Regions from separate parts of the Mus musculus genome. Here region 2 is linked to region 1. The links are chromatin contacts, called in public HiChIP or PLAC-seq maps. All regions are on one chromosome and are shown on one strand. Each heading gives the region's core, a stretch centred on a gene start, on an enhancer-like site or on the middle of the called end of the contact. The rest is flanking DNA. Distances are from core to core; before and after follow the strand shown. Region 1 holds the start of Kcnk6 (potassium inwardly-rectifying channel, subfamily K, member 6). Region 2 holds the start of Aplp1 (amyloid beta (A4) precursor-like protein 1).

What was found. HiChIP or PLAC-seq counts read pairs in DNA pulled down with a chosen protein or histone mark.
Region 2: an HNF4G HiChIP or PLAC-seq map of pancreatic cancer cells shows a contact between it and region 1. The contact joins the promoter of Aplp1 here to the promoter of Kcnk6 in region 1. A contact is called at or near these places in 1 of 39 promoter capture datasets (embryonic stem cells) and 1 of 115 datasets of contacts at active chromatin or transcription factors (pancreatic cancer cells).

The regions. Positions count from the first base shown.
Region 1 is chr7:29,230,780-29,234,236 of GRCm38.p6, reverse strand. It overlaps Kcnk6 (potassium inwardly-rectifying channel, subfamily K, member 6), which reads left to right and starts at 1,715. Exons shown (of 3, transcript NM_001033525.3): 1 at 1,715-2,075. The coding sequence starts at 1,754.
Region 2 is chr7:30,443,684-30,447,140 of GRCm38.p6, reverse strand. Aplp1 (amyloid beta (A4) precursor-like protein 1) reads left to right here and starts at 1,559. Exons shown (of 17, transcript NM_007467.3): 1 at 1,559-1,819; 2 at 2,680-2,823. The coding sequence starts at 1,673.

The sequences.
Region 1 (3,457 bases), core at 466-2,965:
TCACCATGCTCCAGGGATTGATCTCAGGTCTTTAGGCTTGGTGTGTGTGTGTGTGTGTGTGTGTGTGTGTGTGTGTGTGTAACCACTGATCCATCTGGCCAGTTCCTACATTCTGTTTTCAGCTTTAATTTCCCCTTTGTTTACTGGGAATCGTGTGGGAGGATGAAGGCCTTGATAAAGGGCATATGTACACAGACAGCGCCTGACTAAGTCCAGGGACATTGTAGCTATTGTTGCTGGTTTTTATTATCAGGCATCTCTTCCTACAGACTGCCAGCCCTAAATTGGGCTCTGTCCCAAGAATTACCACAGTTTTATAAATAGAGCTTGTTGCGTGTATCAGAGCTGCGGTCTGGTTGTGGGAGGATTCTGGTCTGCCCTCCACACAGCAGTAAGGAGAGCACTGAGTCCACGTCATAGAGGGACGTGAGGGGACCTACAGGAGAAAAATAAGGGAAACCCTGCTTTCAGTTTTACCTATTAATTTACTATTGAGACAATGTCTCACTTTGTCACCCTGGCTGACCTGGAACTCCCTCTGTAGAGCAAGCTTCCCTCACAGAGCGATCCATCTGCCTCTGTCTCTGCCTCCCAAGTGCTGGGATTAAAGAAGTGAGCCACCCCCTAGGCTACTTACTAGTTTGTTGTTGGTTTTTGTTTTGTTTTGAGACGGGGCTTTGCTGCTCTACCTTTAACTTTTCTAATGTACGTAGGAACATCTCAGCCTCCAGGAAAAGGGAGTCCCTACCCTGGATATAGATATATACATATCTATATACATATCTATATCCAGGTCATCTGCAGAAGCAACTAATACTCTTAGCTATTCTCTCCAGCCACTCCACCACACCTTTTGAGACAGGTATTCACTAGGTAGCCCAGGTTGGCCTGGAGCCGGTGATGGCCCAGTCTATTGCTCAAATGTTAAGGTTATTATGTGCAAGCCACCACAACCACATCCGAAATTTATTTGCTCATTTTTGTGTGTGTTCTGTGTTTCTTGAGACTGTGTCCTACTATGTAGCCCTGGAACTTACTATGTACACAGGCTGGCTTGAACTCAGAAATATAGCTGCCTCTGCCTCCTGAGTGCTGGATAAAAGGGGTGCGCCACCATGAAAGTAAGCAATGTATTGTTTATTTATTGAGACAGAGGTCTTCCAACAATGCCCCCTGACTCCTGGTCAATTATTCCGAAATCGTAGGCCCCTCCCACCCACCCACAACTTATCCCACGTCTTAGTGCCTCAAGCAAACACTGGGTACAGTGCAGAGGCAGGCAGATTTCTAAGTTCCAGGCCATCCTGGTCTACAGAGTGAGACAGGACAGCCAGGGCTACACAGAGAAACCCTGTCTCGAGAAAAAAAAAAAAAAAAAAAAAAAGGTTACAAACAGAAAGCTCCCACTTCGGAGGAGAGTTTCAGATCTGAGTTAAGGAGTCGCGAGGAGGAGAGTTGCAAGGAACTTCAGGCAGGAAAGGACTCCGCAGCCCTTCCCATCCCATTTGACTCCCCGATCCCGGAGCGTCGAACTCCACCCTCCGGTGTCCCTGTACCTACACCAGGTGTTTGGGCGTGCCTCAGTTTCCCAGCGTCAGGGCGTTCCGCCAGCCCCGCTCCTCCCCCTTTTTCCTTTTCCTCTTCCTCTTCGGGGCGTCGGTGGCCGCGCCTGGAGCTCCCGGAACTAAAAGCGGACCTCGGGCGGTGGGCCGGCGGGGGCCACGTCAGCGGGTGTCGGGGCTGTACGGGCACCATGCGGCGGGGCGCGCTCCTGGCTAGCGCCCTGGCCGCCTACGCCGGGTACCTGGCGCTGGGCGCGCTGCTTGTGGCGCGGCTGGAGCGGCCTCACGAAGCCCGGCTGCGGGCAGAACTGGGGACCCTGCGGGAGCAGCTGCTACAGCACAGCCCGTGCGTGGCGGCTCACGCCCTGGATGCCTTCGTGGAGCGGGTGCTGGCGGCCGGACGGCTGGGGCGCGCAGCGCTCGCCAACGCCTCGGGAGCTGCCAACGCTTCGGACCCTGCGTGGGACTTCGCCTCGGCGCTCTTCTTCGCCAGCACGCTTGTCACCACCGTGGGTAAGTGAGTGCTATCCATCACCCAGTCCCAGATAGTGTCCGGACCCCTTAACATACACCTTCATCCCAATCGTCCTGGTGCTCTCAGAACAACCTCCATTCCCAACTGACCCACACTGGCCACAGCTGCCTCATTTGGAGAGCCCTCGTACTACACACCCCAGTTCCCTTGGAATACTTTCTCAGACAGCATCCCCTTTGGTGCCTTTTTGTTTGGTTTTGAGATAGCATGTACCTTTAGGCGCAGGTTGGCTTGGAATTTCATCCTCCTGTCTCAGCCTCCTAAATGCTGGGATTACAGGTGTGGGTCACCAGCCTGGCTCACTCTTGTCTTAATCCTAGGATTATCATAGATGATTGGCAAGGGCCTTGGTAGGGCTTTCCTTGGGTGTCTAACCTCGGGGGCTGTGTTACAATAGGGCTGGCACACCATCTCTTCCAGCCTTGTCTTCTGGCTCCAGATAGGTCCTTTCTGGAACAGCCCACTTTAACTTCCTCCTGAACTCAGTGCCCCAGTGAACTGTGAGTTGAACTCAGGCCTTCATGCATGCTAGTCAGTAATAGCAGGGCAACATTACTGGAGGTCTGTCTTCTAGGAAGAGACCTTAGCCTGACCTGAGACCGGTTCTAGGATCCCTTCCGCTTTGGGCACTCTCCAGCAAGATCCCTGGTCCGGGGACTAACAGACTGACTGAAGGTCCCCCCCTCCCCCCCTCTCCTGGACTTCCTACTCTAACACAGGGCTCCTCCACCCATCTTTACACCTCCCCTGAGTTGTTGGGATTCTCCCAATGTTTTCCACTCTAGACTCAGATTCCTGGATCAGCAGCTCCTACAGCGGGCTGTAAGAATGGCGCGAACCCAGAGCGTCCTCAAGGAAGAACCATTGGCTGATTGGCTGTCCCGCTTGAAATCCTCCAAGTTGAGACTCCTACCCCTAACTACCTCCAGCAAAACCTCTTGCTCTTTTCTTTTTTCTTTTTTTTCTTTTCTTTTTTTTTTCTCTTCTTTCTTTCTTTCTTTTTTTTTTTCTCTTGCCCTTTTCACACCAAGGACTGGTAGTGAGGGTCTCTTTCAGCTCAAGTGAGGAGGGCTGAGGTGTAGCTCGGTGGTAGAACACTTGCCTAGCATGCGTGAGATCCTGAGTTCAACCCTTAGTACTTCAAAAAACAAAACACCTAAACTCATGAATGGGACTCCTATCTCTTCTCTAGACTGTGACCCTACTCAGCGAGAACAAATCCTCACCCCAGGACACAATCCAGACAAAGACTCAATTCTCTCTATCTGCTCTTCCTGGCCATGTAGCTGTCTTTGGCTATTTTGTGGGTTCTTTTTTCCACCCTTTTCAACCCTCTAACACTAGATAAGGGCAAAGAAGG
Region 2 (3,457 bases), core at 310-2,809, 1.2 Mb before region 1:
AGCCAGTTCCTGGATGACTTTACAGCCTTTGTTTTTGCCCTAGGCCCAAAGGCCCTCCTAACTAACTGACACAAGCCACATGAGTCATGGACCTTGAATTTTAATTTTCTTTCACTTGGAGGAGTCTCCTGGTGTTTTCCATGAATGAAGAGGCCCACAAAGGTTGTATTGTATCTAGTCCTCCCTCGCCTCTCATGCATTGGGTGGCAGTAGCGATGATGTCCTAAGTCCTTCCTTAGCCCCTTGCTACTGGCTTACTGCTGTAGGTTCTCTCTCTCTCTCTCTCTCTCTCTCTCTCTCTCTCTGTATTTTAAGATCTGTTATTTTTATTTTACTTGTGTGGGTGTTTTGCCTGCATGTGTTACTGTATACTATATACATTCCTGGTCCCTGAGACCAGAACAGAGGGATGGGTCCCCTAAGACTGGAGTTATAGACAGTGTGGGTGTTGGGAATTGAACCCGGGTCTTCTGAGAGAGCGGCCAGTGCTTTTCATCACTGAGCCTTCTCTCAGCAGTTAGCCTGGAACTCTTGATCTTGCTGCCTCAGGCCCTCTGGGATTACAGGTGCACATCACCATTCCACTTTAAACTCTTTTAATAATACACCACTACCTCACCCCACCCACATCCACAGAGATGCACACACACACAAAGCAGAAAGACAGACAAATGTGGGCAGGTCCACACCATACAGATGCACACACACACACACACACACACACACACACACATCTGGGCTGCTTCGGGGGGGGGGATTAGAATATTGTACACTCACTTAAGATAAAACAGTGAACCCTTTAGGCAGAAGACTTGAGGTGGCCCTTAGAAAGGGTGAGAATGGGGGACTCCACACAGTGGTCCTCAGGTGCTGGTCTTGGAAGGCTATGGTATCCAGCACCTGACCCGAGTCATCTGTAAAGAAAGGGTTTAGTCATGGATTTTTGGAGGGAGTATTTGAAGATCCAGACACCTGGCAATCAGGGCAGGAAGGCTTCCTAGGTTTGAGGAAGCAAGGGTGGGAGACTTGGCCTCCGGTCCTGAGACAGAAGAGGCCTGGAAGGGAGCAGATTTACCTAGCTGTAGCTGTGTTTTGTCTTTTGAGACTGGGTTGCATGTAGGTAGGCTAGCTTCAAACTCCTATCCTCCCGCCCCCTCCTCTCAGGTGCCGGGATTACAGGCTTTCCTAGTACACTCCCTAAATTCTTGACTGGGAAAATTCGGAGGTCTATATTCCTGGGACCTCAAGAGAGGGATTTATGGAAGACCCCCACCCCCATGGATTCTGGCATCCTTGGAGGAGGACAAAGCTGATGCTGGGTGTCTGCGTTTGCCAGAAGAGAAGGCCAAGGATGAAAGTCCAGAAAACGGCTACGCCCAGGACTGAACCTAGTGACTCGGTCTTCACGCGGACAGTGACACCTGGAATCTTGAGGGGCTGGGACTTGGAGCAGGCTCCCTCCCGGGGTTCCGGAGCCTCTCAGTGCGCAGAGCCGCCACGCTATTGTCCTGGCTGGGAAGGCGGGGCCGGCGCGGGGCGGGGCTGGCGGCGCCGGCGCAGCCCGGGGGCGGCGGGAGGAGGAGGCGGCGGTGGCGCTGGGAGCTCCTGTCACCGCTGGGGCCGGGTAGGGCCGGGCGGGAGCGCAGGGGACGTGAGGGCCCGAGGCCCGGACATGGGGCCCACCAGCCCCGCCGCTCGCGGTCAGGGTCGCCGCTGGCGACCGCCGCCGCTGCCGCTGTTGCTGCCACTGTCATTGCTGCTTCTGCGCGCGCAGCTCGCCGTCGGGAACCTGGCTGTTGGGAGCCCCAGCGCGGCCGAGGTGAGGCCCGGCCGGGTCCTGGGGATGGGGAAGGGGCGGGACCGGGCCTCGACCTGGACGCGGGACGGCCACCGCAGTCCTTTTGGCCAGGTGGCCTGCCCCACGCGATCCGAACTGTAGATTTTCCTAGGTTCCTCCATCGTCTGACGTCCCTGCCCCCTCCCACCCGCATCGTCGGACCTGGCTCTTTCCAAGAGCCTCTGGTCCAAGAAATCCAGAGCACCCCTAGACGACAAAGCCCCAAGACCTGCCCACCTAAGCGTAGGACGCACCAGGCAGTAGGCGCTTGGCTCTAAGAACCCAGGTCCCTTGTATTATCTGGACCCACATGAACCCCCTGCCCTCAAACATCCAGTAGTCCGGGCCTCCACCCACTACTCAATCCGGATATAGCTCCTCTAGTCCTTAAAGGTCTGATGTGCAGGCCTGCTGGGAAGCTGGGCCCTGTCGTCTTTGCACCCCCTCAGTGGGAACCTGAACTGGGGATGGAGGGAGGAGGGGCCAGAACGCCTGGGTTCGCCCCCCGCCTCCCCCAACACGATTCAAGTTTAACCCCTTCAGGCTTCAGACCCAAGCCGCTGGGGCGGGGGCGGAGCCTGTCTTCTCAGCAACAAGGCCGCGAGAAACGGGGCGGGGGGGTGGGGACCCAGGTCACCATAGCAACGGGAGAGCTGGGGCGCTCCAGCCCCACGGGATTTGTTTCCCGGGGAACGGTCTCTCCACTCAGAAGGTGCTTAGAAGGAGCTGGTGCTAGAGATAGGGGCAGGAGCCCTATCTGGGTTTTAGGGAGCAAAGAACCAGACAACACAGATGACATCGTTGCCCTGGCTCCTCACTGCCCCATCTGCCTTCATTCCCAGGCTCCGGGGTCGGCTCAAGTGGCTGGACTATGTGGGCGTCTAACCCTTCACCGGGACCTGCGCACCGGCCGCTGGGAACCAGACCCACAGCGATCACGACGCTGTCTTCTGGACCCGCAGCGCGTGCTGGAGTACTGCAGACAGGTGGGCGGGACCCCACGGGGAGAGGCGTGGTCAATGAGAAAGTGGATCCAAGCTGGGGCGGGGTCGCCCTTGAGGAAGCTGGACTTGGCAGAGTCTAGGGAGATGAGAGAATCTGTAAAGCCAGGGAAAGCTTGGGGGTCTGTGGTCAGTGAAGAGGCCCCTCCTAAAGGGCCAGCGCAAACCTATTTTGAGAAATTAGGGGCCGCGGGGCGGCGGTGGAGACTGAAAAAAAAAAAACCCAACAACACCCCCCCACACCCCCCATGGACTAATCAAGGTCGCCTGAAGAGTGGCATGGTTTAGGAATCTATGGATCCGTTTAGAAAAAGTGGGAGTGTAAGTGGGCGTGGCCGAAAGAGAGGCAAGGCTTAGATCAAGAGACCTTTTAAACCAACAAGATTCAGTAAGTGATGGAGCCCAATGAGAGTGGCTGCCTGCCTAAGAGACGTGCAATGAAAAGGCGGGGCTAATACAAAGAAGAGTTACTTAGTAGCTAAACAGAGAAAGGCAGGAAGTGAAAGAGCAAGAAACCTGATTGCCGAGCAGGGTTGCCTTCAAACGTGGGCTCAGAGAAGTTGAGTTTGGCATGTCAAAGCCTGAGGACCTTTATCAAGGCCTCGTGAGAATGGTGAAC